3 separate regions of the Oryctolagus cuniculus genome follow, and regions 2 and 3 are each linked to region 1. A link is a contact called in public Hi-C data. All regions are on one chromosome and are shown on one strand. Each heading gives the region's core, a stretch centred on a gene start, on an enhancer-like site or on the middle of the called end of the contact. The rest is flanking DNA. Distances are from core to core; before and after follow the strand shown. Region 1 holds the start of STK17B (serine/threonine kinase 17b). Region 2 overlaps HECW2 (HECT, C2 and WW domain containing E3 ubiquitin protein ligase 2). Region 3 has its middle 7.9 kb from the start of DNAH7.

Region 1 (4,921 bases), core at 1,243-3,742:
AGAAGGTCACCTCCCCTAGACAGACTATGGCGAGTACTGTGCCATGATCAGAGGGGATCCCCCTCGCTGGTTACAAGTGGTAATTCACTGGGAATGCCTTGGAAAGATCACCCTCCTTAAGCCAGAGTGTGGTAACAACCTGGAGGGTCACTGTGTTGGCTTGCTGGGTTTTCTGTGACAAACACCACAGAGTAGATGGCTTACATGGCAGACATTTGTTTTTCTGCCGTTCTGGAGGCTAGAAGTCCCAGATCAAGGTGTCAGCAGATTCAGTTTTTCTTGAAACAGCTTGGCCTGCAGGTAGATGTCCCTTGGTCTGTATGGACTTTCTCCTAATTTCTTCTCATAATGACAACAGTCATACTGGATTGGGGTCCACCCATATTATCTCATTTTACTTCATTTACCTCTTTAAAGGCCTCATCTCCAAATATGGCTATATTTTGATGTACTGGGAGGGGATTAGTACACAGAAATTGAGTGGGAACAAACGTCAAGCCTTACGTCGCTGGTCAGAAATGTAACACTAAAGGATGATCAATTTAATGGATTGTGTGGTCAAAGGCAATGACCACAGAATGGCAGTCAAGTCACATGGGGATTTCCTACTCAAAGGAATGAGAGCAAGAATATATAGCTTCAATATGATATGAATGAGACCAGGCAAAAGAGGAGGGTTGCAGGGATGTACTGTCTCCTGAATTTTCCTGCAAGCCCTCAGAGTAGGTTCAGTCTCCTTATCAGCAGCAGGAATTTCTTGTTACTCGAGCATCATTGCCAGAGACCAACAAATGTAGCTGAATGTCTATGGAAGAGTGTGATTAGCTCTGGTAGACAACTCTGACATCAGACACAACCATTCACAGCCTGTTTAGGAGCATGACCGAAAGACATGGAACAAATGTAGGCCAAACATCCAGTAATATACAGCAAAGAGGTGACTGGGCAGGGAATGGAAAATAGAAATCAGCCAAGATTTCTGATTTCTGGAGAGAGTTACCTTCTGAGACTTGGAAACTGATGAAAAAGATAATGAAAAGCAGCAGCCAAGGCAGAGGAAAGAAAATGCAAGACATGCTAAGATGCCCCAGGAAGTTTGGTGGCTGAAGCAGAGTCTGTGACTGGGAGGATTGGTTGGAAGTGGTGATGAGGAGAGAAGGGTTTGTGTCCAGGTGTGAAGTGATGTTGGACTGGGTTTATGACAAAGGACAAGGCAGGTTCTGTGTGAGAGGATTACTAACAGCTGGCAATTGGTCAAATGTTGAAATTAAGGAGGTCCACGATTACATAATCACATACACAAAAACCCACCACAGCGATGTACTCCAGACACACCAAGAGGTTACTTACTGGTTGCAGTGCTGGTGCTGAGACCTCTGGCAGGCAGCACCTGTGTTTATGAAAGAAAAGACAAGTACAGTGTCATTGGTTTGCAGACACCTGAAAAGTCAGCTGAGCATGCAACTTCCTTTTTTATTTCCATCCCACCATTAGGCTTCTCCAGTCAGGCCAATTGTTAGCAACAAGAAATTAGACAGATGGAAGTAATCCTCTCCACCTGACAAGGCTTAGAAGCTAGACCCATTAAACCAGGAGGAATCAGTGTAAGTAAGGACAGATGGATGTCATTAGATGGGATGATGCATTCTTTTTTTTGCGTTTATCTTGGGGCGCATACAGTATGGAGCAGAAAACAAACTGCTTGATGGAAATTGGCTTGGCTTCGTGAGACAGAACAAGAAAATTTCCCCTTTAAATGATGGCTCTTAAAGTCTTTCGAAAGGAAGAGGACAATTCCACTCCCTTCATCTTTTCCCAATAGTTTGCTGTAGCTAGTGTAAATATGTTCTGCCACCAACCCTAGATTTTATAGGTAAAGTAAGAACGCTCAGCTTTTTCATTGTCTCAGATTCTGAGCGGGTTGCCATGTGCGTTCTTCCCCTTAGCTCCACATATCGGGACTCCCCCTGTCTCAGAAGGACACGCTTCGCGGGAGCAGACTTCACAGCGGGGCCCAGGCTCCACAAATCCCCCAAGCAATGCTGATGTTCCGAGGAACTTCTACCAAGTTGTAGCGAACTGGGCCCTCCACTGGGAGGGCAGTTTCGGGGCACAGGGAAGTAGACCCGGTAAGTCAGGGAACAGTTCTTGGGAAGGCACAAAAGTCTGGTGAAAAGTCGCAAGCAGCTGGGACGAATTTGGCTTCTTACCGCTCCTCGTACCTAGGGGACGCACTAGTCTGAGGGTGGGAAGCAGCGTGGCAAAGGTTACAGCTACTCCGTGCGCCGCCTCACCCCTCCCCTCAGCGCGCCCCACCTGCCCAGCGCAGTCGTCCGGCCGCCGCCAACCAGCCCGGCGCGGGCCACACCCTCTCACCGCTGGGACCACGCCCCGTAGCACGCGCCGCCGGCCGGCCGGCGCCCCGCCCCGCCCGTCACGTGACAGCCCCACCCTCCGCGAGCGCCTCCATTGGCCCTCACGCCGCAGGGGGTGGGACCTGGCGAACAGCAGTGCCTCCGGAGTCGGCTGCAGTTTTCAAACCTCAACTGTAAGCTTCGGTCATCGTCTGTGCTGCGGTCGCCGGGAGTCTCCTCACTGGGGGCCAGGTCACAACTGTAGCTTCCTGTTGGGAAAAAGGAAAAGTGGATCTTGCCAGCCTCCCACCTACCCGGCCAGAGCTGGCGAACACGTCCTGTCGCGGTTCCTGGCGCGGGGCGGGACAGGAGCCCCCTCAACGGGGGCAGCCTCGGAAGAACCTGCTGTGGCCAGAGAGGTCAGTGTCCTCAGCCTCGCGTGTCCGCGGGCCTGTCGGGATTGGCAGGTGGGCTTGGAGAGAAGGGCGGGGTAGCTGGGGGAGCAGAGGGGTCCTCTCGGACCCCGGGCTCGGCGGAGACGGGCTCGGAGCCTGCCGCCCCTCGGGTGACCCCCTGCTCCAGCCAGAGTCCAGCTTCGCTGGCCCCGTCGGGTGCGGGTTGGGGGTGGGGGGTGGTCTTCCCGACACCCCTGCCAGCCGCGGGAGCCCTGTTTGCGGGTCAGCCCGTGCAGCCCTTCGCGGCGGGCTCGCGTCCCTTCCACGTCCTGCCGACGTGGTCCTCGGGGCACAGGACGTGTTCACGTCTGGGCTCGCGGACACGGCCTGCTCACAGCTGTCTTTCGTACTCGACGAAGTTCCTCCTCATCTTGCAGGGAGCTTTCAGCTACTTCTTGTGAACCAGATTTTTTTTTTTTTTTTTTAACGCTAGAGACTAGAGAACAAGTCGAATTTTCAGGGATTTTTAAGCAATATTTTAAAAATAATAAAGTATATAAGGCACATAGTGTACATGACCCATTCTCAAACTGTACAGCTCCGTGGTGACTATGATTTTGACATTTGCCCGGGTTCTTCGGTTTATTGTGGGGAAAAGCGCCTCGTTGAGGTCTAAGTGGAGATAAAGTTGAGACTTTATGGCAGCTGATAGCTGGTGTTAGTCCTTCCTGTCTGACTATGATGGGACTGGAAGCAACTCCAACATCAGTTTGTAAATTGCAATTAAGAAGAAAAATACGTTTTTAAACCCAGCCATAATGCAGATCAGATTTCAATATTTACGGACATTAGGTCTGTGGATCACGTTCACTGATCGTTTTGCCGATGTAATGTTTACCTCTGTGGTAGCAATGATATGCTGAACCTTGCAGGGATGTTTGATAAGGTGTAGCCCCTGTAAGTTTTCAAGTCCATGAGAAAGTATGAGCTGAGTCGGCATGGGCTGTAGAAATGACTGGGCAAGTGACGGCATGTGTAAGCTGGCATTTTGAATCCAAGAGCACAATTTAATTGAAGGAAAAGATAAACCTACTCTCTCATTGATACACTATTTTGTAGTTGTACGATGAACTGTCCAGAAGTAGTATTGAACAACTTCTAAAATGTTAGCTTTATAACTACATACTTAAAGAAAATTGCGTAGTGTTTTAAAAGCTGAGATGTTCAACTAAAAAAAACTATTTTAAAAATGGGAGTTATTAATAGCTGTTTCATTTCTGAGATACAACTTTATACATTTTAGATCATTTTTCTAAAAATAGGAATCTAAAATTGAAGTAAAATAGGTTTACTTACATGGTGGTATGTTTTAAAAGTAAGCTTTCTGTAATAATTTCAAGACTTTGTGTGTAGATGGAATAGTTACAACTTCTCTTGGTCATTGATTGATGAATTGCAACTTGATTAAGATAGAATCATTTTGATGGAACTAGAGAAGACTGATCACTGTCAACATATGAATAACACATTTGAAGAAGATACATTTTATGGATTACATTTTTTATCAATTTTATTTTTAAGCTTGCACTGAGAATATTTTACTGCTGTTAAGTGAACCTTTAATTTTTTAATAAGTTTGTTTTAAAGCTGCCTGGCTTTTATAAGGGAGAATTTTGTTATCAAAACTTCCCCATTTTAATCTGAGAGGCTCAATTAAAAACCCAGAAGTCAAGGAAATCAATGACTAACACTTCCACTCAGTCCTCGATCCACATGCTGTAAACTTGCATGTGTGGTGTATGGTGGTGCATATTTCCTGAATGTAAAAATTAACAGTTATGTACTACCTTTCCACTTTGGGAAAACTTCAGATGTATCCAGTTGCTCTCATTTTCCCATAATACTGATGACAATGATTTTGTTTATAAATAGTCTATATTCTATAATAGACAATTGTCAAAGTATATATCTTTGAATATTTCAATTAAAAATGTTTTTATAAATTTAAGTCACAACCACATATTTTATCTAAATATGTTGCTATTTACAAGGCACATTTTATTTAAATTTTATCTTTGATTTATTTATCTTTTTTGTTTAACCTGGAACTTCACTGCGATCTTAACCATACGAATTAATCAGTTTCTTTTACTGTTTTTATGTAATATATTT
Region 2 (4,921 bases), core at 1,189-3,688, 100 kb before region 1:
CTTAGATAAATAGAATTAAGATTCTTTTCTGGCATGCCTTTTCTATCTGTGTGTATGTCATATTTTCAATATTATATTGTAGGGCCAATATTTTTATAGCTTCTGTTAAAAGAAAAAATTATGAATGCAATAAATAACTGGATTTGGTTCATCAAAATTCCACTCTTGGAATTTCCCTTCATAATTTACATGCTTGCTCTAATGCCTCATGTGCTTGCTGGTTTTAAGTGTAGACACAGAAGAATATACATGAGAAGCTCATATAAAAATGATATATAAATCTTTTGCGGGATGAGGTATGTACAAAAAATATTTATGTTTTATGAGTAGCTAATAAATCTTTACCTTGCTCTCATATAAACCATTAGTGGTGAACTAGATGACGCTAGCAGCATTTGTCTTAAAAGCAGAACAAACCTTTGGACCTGTATGCAATATGTAGCATAATTATGACTGTCTGACTTCTCACATGGAGAGTGCACTTGAGCCACTTCCCTTATTGTGAGTTCATGAGTCTGACTGTTCAGGCCAATCAAGACTGTTTTCCTAGGAAACATGCATAGGATAGTTAGATATACTTGCTTTTTAAACCTTCTACCTTACAACTGGAATTGTTTTCATGGTCCAGCACTAGACTGTTGTGAGGGAGGGACCCTAAGGGGTCTGTTAAAATTTGAGTGAAGATTTCTCATCCTATTGATATTAACTGACCAGTAGAACAGAAATAACTCCCTCAAGACACAGCGTTCAGCCATGGTGTTGCTAAATCTTTGCAGGGACATCTTTTCTGATGCAGCTGTTGGAAGTGTGCACATCCTTACCACAATCTGATTCCACAAGTGAGGTCTCGAGAAGACCTCTGGCTGTTCTCAGAAATGAAAACACATGGCAGCCTACTGACAGGAGGGAAAGTACATCTCAGCATATTGAGGTCATAAATTTTCTGACTGACTGATAGTGTGTAGTTAATGATTGAATCCCCCCAGAGAGTGACTCTAAGCTACTAACTCAAAACAAGCAAGGTGAGAAAACTCCTACTTGTATATCTGAGTCTTTCCATCCTCCATCTCCTACTCATTCAGCCCATCCTCTGGTCAGTAGAAATCTTGATATCTTTCCCATACAACACATTAACGCTTACCAAACACCTACTCCGTGTGTTCGACATGGTGGTTGATGTTGTAGGGGGCACAAATAAATAACATGTGTTTCCTTAATTGAGAGAGAATCTGTAAAATCATAATACAAATGAATAAACATGAGTGAAAAATGCTTTATAAACTTTTATAATAGTAGAGAAGGAAAAGTGTGTCTTTACCCTTTTAGATAATGATAGATTTTTTTCTTTCTCTTTCTGCCTTTACTAAAGTATAATTGATAAATAATAAAAACTGTTAATAATTACAACTACTTTAGAAATACACATCAAGCATAGCAAAAGCTCTGAGGAGATTCATTTGACTTGATCTCAAAGGGAAGAGAAGTCTTCGTTGAGTAGGGACTGTTTGAACCAGGCTTTGAAGAATGGGTAAGAGCATTCTTGAGGGATAAGCAAGCAGCAAAGGGTGGGGAAGATATTTCTTGTGTTAGATCTTTAGAAAAATCCTCAGCCAACGGCTAACTGATGTAGTATGATAAAATGGTTGTGAAGGTTTCAGTGGGTGGGAATACAAGCTCTATTTTAAAAATATCAATATATCAATCTATGTTATTTTTCCTTTTGTTCTCTGCTTTTTCTACTGTTCTACTGTTGTCTTAAAAGACCTCTAGTATTTGGGGGGAAATGCTAAGGCAAAGCTAGACTAGTGTTAGAGCTTTCTACTAAGACTATTAATGGGTATACTTAGCTATCTGCTTTTGTGTATGAGTTTCTAAATCTATAATAAGTACAATAAATAATTCAGGTTAGGGCAACCCAATTTAGCTCCTCCACACCTGCTGCTGTTAGCTCCCTGTTGTGGGAGGCTCAAACCAGAAAGAGCTGTTGTGCCAGGTGCTCTAATAGGCATGTAAAATTGCTTCTAAGGAGATGATACATTAACTCAGAACCCCACAGGAAGATTGCTGCTCTTCATCCCTCCTCTGCTGAGACAGGGAATTCTCTGGCCTGCCTTGGCCAATGGAAGGAACATCTTGGCACTGTCCCAATATATTTTGTACCACCCAGTTCTTCCCATTGACAGTATTGTTGCAGGTTGTGTTCTGTCAATGCAGAAGTTATTCCTGATCAACAGGTCTGCTATTTAGCTGCTGCATTCTTAGTAATCATAAGCATATTGAACTACTTCAGTGCTAAATAGCCACTATCCCACCTCCTTTTAAGGATATGGCTGTGCCATTCTTCTCTCTGTTCAGCTACTAAAGTGGGGCTTTCAAGGACTGAGAACCTTGTTTCAGCTCCACAGCTGGCAGCTGTTCCAGTCCTTTGGTATTTCACCATGCTCATTGTTAAGTACTTGGAACAATTTGGTTGAGATTGCTGATAGAAAGCTCTGTAGCTCTGAGCACAGAACATAAATGATGCTTGTGTTTGCAGGTAGGAGAAGATTCTCGACATGCAGGACCACCAGTTCTTCCCAGGCCATCCAGTACATTCAATACAGTCAGCAGGCCACAGTACCAGGACATGGTTCCAGTGGGTATGTGACCCCTTTCCAGAAGCTTTTGTGCTTTCATGTCAGAGGAAACCACGTATACTGTGCAAATACTTCCTTGTTGTCCGCCTGCTACTTTTGATGTGCATTCAGAAATTGCCTCGTTATCCTTAAGAAATTTAGAGCAAATCCTGGAGACTTAAATCTCCAAGGGCTTTGTCTTGCAAAATTCTATAGGAGGAGATTTTAAAACTATTATTATTCTGCCATTTCTGAGAACTATTATATTGCTGAAGTTGAGGAAAACTGTTTATTTTGCAATCATTGTGAGGTAAGCATTTGGACAAGTGTATACTTGAGGTTTGAGACAGAATTTAGATGATGTGGGAATCTGTAATAGCCTCGCAAATTAAAAAAAACAATGATAGCATATTTTTTTTTTTACTTGAGAGAATCAGAGAGGGAGATAGGACTCTCATCTACTAATTCACTCCCCAGTTGGACTAAGGCTGGAAACATCACATTATGCCTTCCAGAGTCTGCATTGCAGGAAGCTGGAATTGGGAGCAGGAGCCAGAAATTGAACCCAGGCATTCCAGTGTAGTATGCAGGCATCTTAATTGGTGTCTTATCTACTAGACAAAATATCTGCTTCAATAGCACATTCTTGAGATATTTTGTAGCAAATTGGAGGCATCAAGAGCCTAAAAAAAAGAAAGTTAAAAATAAATCAATGCAGGCATATAGTAGAAAACAACTTGAATAGTTATTAAAATAATAAGGTTTGGGACCAGCATTGTAGCATAGCAGGTAAAACTGTAGCCTACAACACTGGCATTCCATATTGGTGCTGGTTCAAGTCCTGGCTATTCCACTTCCAATCCAGCTCCCTGCTAATGGCCTGGGAAGAGTGGTGAAAGAGTGCTTAAGTGTTTGGGCGCCTGCTGCCCAATGTGGGATAAAGCTCTAAACTTAGGCCTGGCTCAGCCCTGGCCATTGCAAACACTTGGGGAGTGAACCAGCAGATGGAAGATCTTTCTCTCTCTCTGTAACTCTGACTTTCAAATAAATAACTCAGTCTTTTTAAAAAATTTGTTAAATGATAAGGTTTAAGTAAATCAGTGATTTTCAATTATAGAATCTCTAAGGCAGGTGGGGTAGACAGGTGGATAGAGGAATGTACAAGTTCTTCTCTACAGCTTAAATTAGAGAAATTCTCTATTTGTTTGCTTCTGCTTTAAATTTTTTAATTAAAAAAATTTATCTTGAAGTATAATGGCCATGACATAAAGAAGTTTGACAACTACTGATAGGAAGAAATCTAGGGTCAAAGTCTAGCAGTTTGTGGTTTATGATATCACTATTAACACAATACTAAATATTGCATGTCGAATTTTAAAATACTATACAATTTTTGCTTAAAATTTATCAAGTCTCTGCTCTTGGGTAGAATATAAACTTCAATTCAATTACATAAGTGTCTCCATTATTCATGTGTTATGAAATGTTAATTTAGAGAAACTCTGAGTTAGCAGTGGGATTCCATTTTAGCAGATAGTATCTATTAAAACGTCTTTTTCATATTTCATTAAAATATATATAGATAGTGTGATGTAGCTAAAATTTGAGTTGATACATAAATACTGAAGCATACTTTTGTTTAATTGCTTGTTATTTTTAGGAAAGCATATTTCTTAGTTATAGTTATAAACAAAATTGTTGACTGCACCAGGATCTCTCTTGTTTGAGGGTCAATCTGTTTTCTGTGAATTTGTGCCTCCTTCCGATTATTAATAAGTATAACCAAACTGAATCATTTTAAAAATTATTTTCTTGACAAGAGCAATATTAATAGGTCCTTAGTAAACTTTAATTAGCTATTTTTAAATTTTTTCATCCAGACTTGACTATGATATAGTGGTTATTTTAAAAACATATTTTGTACATGGTTGATGATGATGATACTTATGACTGTTAATATTGTTGGTTTGGTGAAGAACTATTTGGGGCTTAATGTTATTTATTTCCACATAGAGTTTGGGAGTGCTCTGTCTTCTGCATTTTAGTCATAGCTGTCAGTGGCAACTATTATAGTTTGACAACTCTGGTTCTGACTCATAACCTCTGTCTGGCTGATACTCAATCAGAAGTTTGACCAGAAGATGGTTTTCTACTTCTGACTTACCATTTGTTGTAAGGTTGATCCTGGTAAGCTTAAAGTGATCAATGTCAGCAGTATTCCTGGTGAACTAAATATCATAAATATGGGGCTGATCAAATGGGTTTAATAAAAATATGTAAGTAGTGTCTGTTATTGTAGCATAGTG
Region 3 (4,921 bases), core at 1,592-4,091, 67 kb after region 1:
AGAGTTTGATGACACCAAATCAAAAATGAATCATTCTGGATCATATGAGTGTTTTCTTCCTTTAAGAATGTACATTGGATAGACTGAGTATAAAAGACAAAGAGAGGGAGAGAGAGAGGGAGAGGGAGAGAGAGAGAGAAAGAAAGAGAGAGAGAGAAAGAGGCAGAGAGAGAGGCAAAGCACCAATACAATTGCTTATCTAGGTATTCAGAACCTAGCTTTAAAAAGTGGTAGTAGTACCAGAAAGGAGGGAGGCTCTATAAGACACATCTCTGAAAAACTAGTAACAAGAATTAGTGACTGGATTTGAATTTGGAGAACATAGAGAAAATCAAGATAATCAAGATATTGAGCTTAGAAGACTGTGAGGCTGAAGGTAAAATGAAAAAAATTAAGAAGTTCAGCTTTTTCTCTGTCCATCTCTCTCTCTCTCTCTCTCTCTCTCTCTCTCTCTCAGCTATCCCCACCCCCACCCTCACTCCTATCACTATCTGCTGGGGAAGCAGATGAAACTTTGGCATGAGAACCGAGGGGAATGGGTACCAGCAGATTTTTTAGGAATATCAACAAATGAAAGGACGGAATGGAAGATAAGCCAGGAAAGGGAATGTGAGACAACTGGGGAAATCAGGCAGCCAGTCACCTAGGACAAAATATGAAATAATTTTAAGAAGCAGGTGATAGTGCATAAAATTCTGAATAGTAGTTAGGAAAAACAAGAAGTGTACCAATGTCATTAGTAATATTAAGGCTGTTCCAATGGACTGTGGAACCAGCAGCCAGATAGTAGAGGGTTTCCAAAAAAAGATCAGGTGATGAACAAATAGACTAAGTGGGTAAAGACCATCCATTTCAGGATTTGAGATTAAAAAAGGGAGAAAATGGTATAGAATTTAACAGTAAATGTTAACATTCTATTTTAGCAGCTTAGAAACTCTGAATGACTTTTTTTTGTTTTTCCTTTAAAAAAAAAGATCTGTAGCCATTATCTGAATATTCGTTTAAAAATATATTACTATGCAATTATTTTGAAAATAACCTATCTTCAATTACTAGTATTTGAAAGTATGTCCATATATATATATATATATATATATATTTTGAAGAACATGGAACCTTGCCCAGGTGCTCCTTACAGGAAATGTGGGGCGGCCCTAAATCAGACTCATACTGAAAGTGGGTCACAGAACTGCTAACAGGCAATAAGGATTTAGCATTATTACTTCTTAATGTTATGATTTGACACTTGGGGAACAGATGATTCTTCTCATGTGTAATTCTTTATCCTTCATGACCTTGAAGGACATTCTAATTCCAGCTTCCGCACCCTTTTATTCTGCAGTCTGAATAACAAATAATAATAAGATGTCAGCTTCTGTTTCAGTCCTATTTATTGTAAAGATAGAGTACTATTGTATGTGTCAAGTTCTCATTCACAAGTTTTTTGATTTGACTTGTGTTATTATAAACATTCACATGTTTATAACATGATTTGACTAAGGATTTTTAAAAAATTTGCTTACTGGTGATGAAAATGTTCATCACGCACTCTCCTTGCTTCATTACCTGTGTAGGTGATGGCTGTTATATCATAGTAACTTTAATTCATTCTGATTGAAAGTGAATACTCAGAAAAAACCATGGCAGGAGTACCAGAGTAAACTGCACAAACAGAAGTCTCTTACCATGTATACTTTTTTGGTTCTTTCTTTTTAAGAATCTACAATTTAAAGGAAAAAGACAATTTTTCAAATGTTATCAAAATGATTCAAACTGTATTTGTACCCTTACCCTTGGTGAGTTCTATTACTAAAATGCATGAGACAAAGTAAACTGAAGGAAAACTGACATGAACAGTTATTCGTGAATGTGCAGAATGTCTACTTCATGTACAGCATTGTGATACGTACTAAAGTAATACACTATGTAACAGGGTGTGCTTGAGCCTGATAAGAAACTTCGTGGTTGGGGGAGACTAGTAAATGAAGTGGTTAAATAGGAATGCAAAGTGTGCATTGTCAGACAATTGATTTGGGTAAATGTTATAGGTGTTTGGAGAGGGAGTTCAGTCAGGCTGGGAACATCTCTTGGGGAAAGAAAGATTTGAATTGGACCTTTATAAGGGCTGGAAGTTGTAATTTACATTTGTGAAGGTAAAGGGAAAGCAATTCCTTTCAGGGAAAGCAATCCCTGCCCAACTTTCAGTTGCCTCCCTGTCTTCTCCTCACTCTCAAGCTTACATATAGCAGGGGCTCACCCTAGACCACACGGGACCTTGCTGCAGTGCTGTTTCTGGCCTAGTGGTGTACAGTACAAGGCAATACAACTCTGGTCACATTCTGTACTTCTACAAGCTCGTCCTGGAAATTTGGCACAGGACACACTGTGTACTTATCATCAGTACTTGACAAATACTTCAGAGTACATAATTAATGAACTTACGATTTTTAGGGTCATTCTATAAAGCACTGCAGGTGGAATGAAAAACGAAGGTGCAGGGAACTTGGAAACCTAATTTGTACTAGGAATTGAGCTAGATGTTTGAATATATTATCTAAATCAATCTAAAATGCTGTGGAACCAATTCAGAGAAGAGAAAATAAGTAGTAGTTTAAATCACAGAGTAACTTGCCCACCCTACCAACCAGTTGAGACAAAATCATGTTTTAAACTAGCTTTGATCCAGAAAATACTTCCTTTTCCTAAACTATATTCCTGCTCTCGATACAGAAAACTTATTCTTTTTTTTTTTTTTAGATACCAGAAATATTTCAGTGTTGAAATTACAGAGAAGAGAACTTGCCAAATTAGTTACAAGGTCAAATAAAACATTTGACAGACTAAAAATTTTTGGAGAGGTATTGTATTCAACCTTTGACCAGGAACAGAGAATGTCTTGCTGTATGTCCTTTGGAAAGATTATGAAAGCAAATAAAGAGAAAGTTTTCTAGTTGCCCCAAGCAATCATGAAAACACTACCTATCTACGTGATTACCTAGCAAAGTTGAAAAGCTTTATAGGGCAAATAAAAAGTTCAGAATCAACTCTGTGCCAATGACCTTTAAGCCACTTGTGAAATATGGAATGTCAAGTACAGCACATTTATGAAATCTATAGACAGAAGGTTGAGAGGCAAAGTTCTGACACTTTGGCCTATGAAGGACATATTCCAGAGCTTCCAGGGAATAAGATCTGATGTTTTTCCAAATAAAAATCAGTTTATTTATATATTGTTGCTTCCCCATGCACAAAAAATGACAAAGGTATTACCTAAAATATACTATATCTTTAGCATATATGAAATAATCTTTTGTTAAATCTACCTTAATAAAGAAGTCAGGTTACTTTCCAAACATGTAATTCTTTCCAGCTTTAATACATGACTATATTTCTTGATGGTTGCAAAAGTATAAAAATTTAAAACAGTCTAAGTCTGGTAAAATAGTTTTTCTTTCTGATTTGCAGGTGAATATATCTCCCTCTAGTGTTGAAAGAAACTAATACAAGTAGCTGTGTTTTTCTCCTCTGGTTGTGATTAGTAGAAGGTCAACGTGTGGTAATAAAGCAACATCGTTACCTGTTTTTATGGGAAGTGGTTCATATATAGCTCAATGTTTTCACAAATACCACATGCCTGAATTGTCAACCACATTTTGTAGTGTTCTTTTAGATCTAAGTTATCTATTGTAACTCTTTGTGCTTGCATAAATCTCGTTAAAGGGTTGATAAAATATATAATCTTTAAATTTCCAGTTTCCAGATAGAGAAAACAATAGCCCCAGAGCTTGGTCCTTAAACCTCTTTCTTCTTCCTTCCCTTTCTTTCTTTTCTTTCTCTTTCTTCTCTCCTTTCTTCCTTTCTTCTCTCCTTTCTCTTTTCTTTCCCTCCCCCTTTCTCTCCCCCTTTCTCTCTCCCTCCCTCCCTCCCTTCCTTCCTCCCTTCCTCCCGCCCTCCCTCCCTTCCTTCCTCCTCCCCTCCCTCCCTCCCTTCCTTCCTCCCCCCTCCCTCCCTCTCATTTGATGACCTTAGCTAATCTTGTGGCTTCAATGACCATCTGGCTCTGGATGAATTCTATTCTAAATCCCAACTATAGCTACACCCAGAGTTGTAGAGCTTCCTGTCTCCTCAACATCTGACTTGGATTTTTTAATGGTTGTCTCATATTTAACATGTTTAAAGCTGAGTTTTTAATTTTCTTTCCCCTTCTAATATGCCCTCTCCTTGGCCTTCCCCTTTAAAAGGCATTACTATCTACCAAGTGTTTCAGCCAAAATAACTTGAAAGTCCTTTTCCCTTATGCTTAACCCTGGCATCAAGTCTACCCACAAGTCCCTTTAGGTTTTCTTCCAAAATGCATGCCTTCTCTCCATCAGCACTTATGCCCCTGGTTTAAATCACCAGTGTTACTCCCCTCACCTACTCCAATAACCTACTAATTGAGCTGCCTGCTTCCACTCTTGCCTCATTTCAGTCTATGGTTTCTAATTAAAACAAGATCCATCCTCACTATGTTCCTTCTCCAGGACAAACAATGAAAACGTGTGAATCTCATTCCCATATTCAGATCTTAGAACTTGCTCTCTTACTTCCTACTTCCTTGCTTCTCTTATTCCCCACACCTTTGAATGGCAGGCTCCTTTTTGTCATGCAGGTCTCAGCTCAAATGTTTCCTTGGAGCGATTTCCCTCCCATCACTGTGGCTCTTTTTCTCCTCATACTTTTTCACCAGCTGGAATTATTTTATTAATATCCTTCTTTCCTTGCTAATATTCCACTTCTTTTTCCTAGAGCAACAGGGAGGATCTTGACCTGTCTCCTATATCTCCTATGCCCAGAACAATGCCTAGCAGATGTTCAATAAATGTGTGACTGAGCAAGATGAACACAATAAGGATGTGTGTAGATTCACAAAGAGAAAAGT

What was found. Hi-C and Micro-C count contacts between places; a contact is called where the count stands out from the background.
Region 2: a contact with region 1 is called in a Hi-C map of skin fibroblasts, with 4 times the contacts expected there. The contact joins the enhancer-like site here to the promoter of STK17B in region 1. A contact is called at or near these places in 3 of 6 Hi-C or Micro-C datasets (embryonic fibroblasts, skin fibroblasts and an unstated tissue).
Region 3: a Hi-C map of an unstated tissue shows a contact between it and region 1, with 2.3 times the contacts expected there. The contact joins the enhancer-like site here to the promoter of STK17B in region 1. A contact is called at or near these places in 2 of 6 Hi-C or Micro-C datasets (skin fibroblasts and an unstated tissue).

The regions. Positions count from the first base shown.
Region 1 is chr3:44,165,451-44,170,371 of mOryCun1.1, forward strand. It overlaps STK17B (serine/threonine kinase 17b), which reads left to right and starts at 2,493. Exons shown (of 8, transcript XM_002712358.5): 1 at 2,493-2,773. LOC103348804 (a long non-coding RNA gene) reads right to left here and starts at 2,493. Exons shown (of 4, transcript XR_517106.4): 1 at 2,223-2,493; 2 at 1,351-1,390.
Region 2 is chr3:44,064,448-44,069,368 of mOryCun1.1, forward strand. It overlaps HECW2 (HECT, C2 and WW domain containing E3 ubiquitin protein ligase 2), which reads left to right. Exons shown (of 29, transcript XM_051849334.2): 16 at 2,537-2,639. Among named protein-coding and RNA genes, the nearest start is that of STK17B, 100 kb to the right of the region's middle. Within about 2 kb of position 2,439, at least 1 of the 8 cell types and tissues checked has an H3K27ac peak or open chromatin away from gene starts, as enhancers often do.
Region 3 is chr3:44,232,175-44,237,095 of mOryCun1.1, forward strand. No RefSeq gene overlaps it. Among named protein-coding and RNA genes, the nearest start is that of DNAH7, 7.9 kb to the right of the region's middle. Within about 2 kb of position 2,842, at least 1 of the 8 cell types and tissues checked has an H3K27ac peak or open chromatin away from gene starts, as enhancers often do.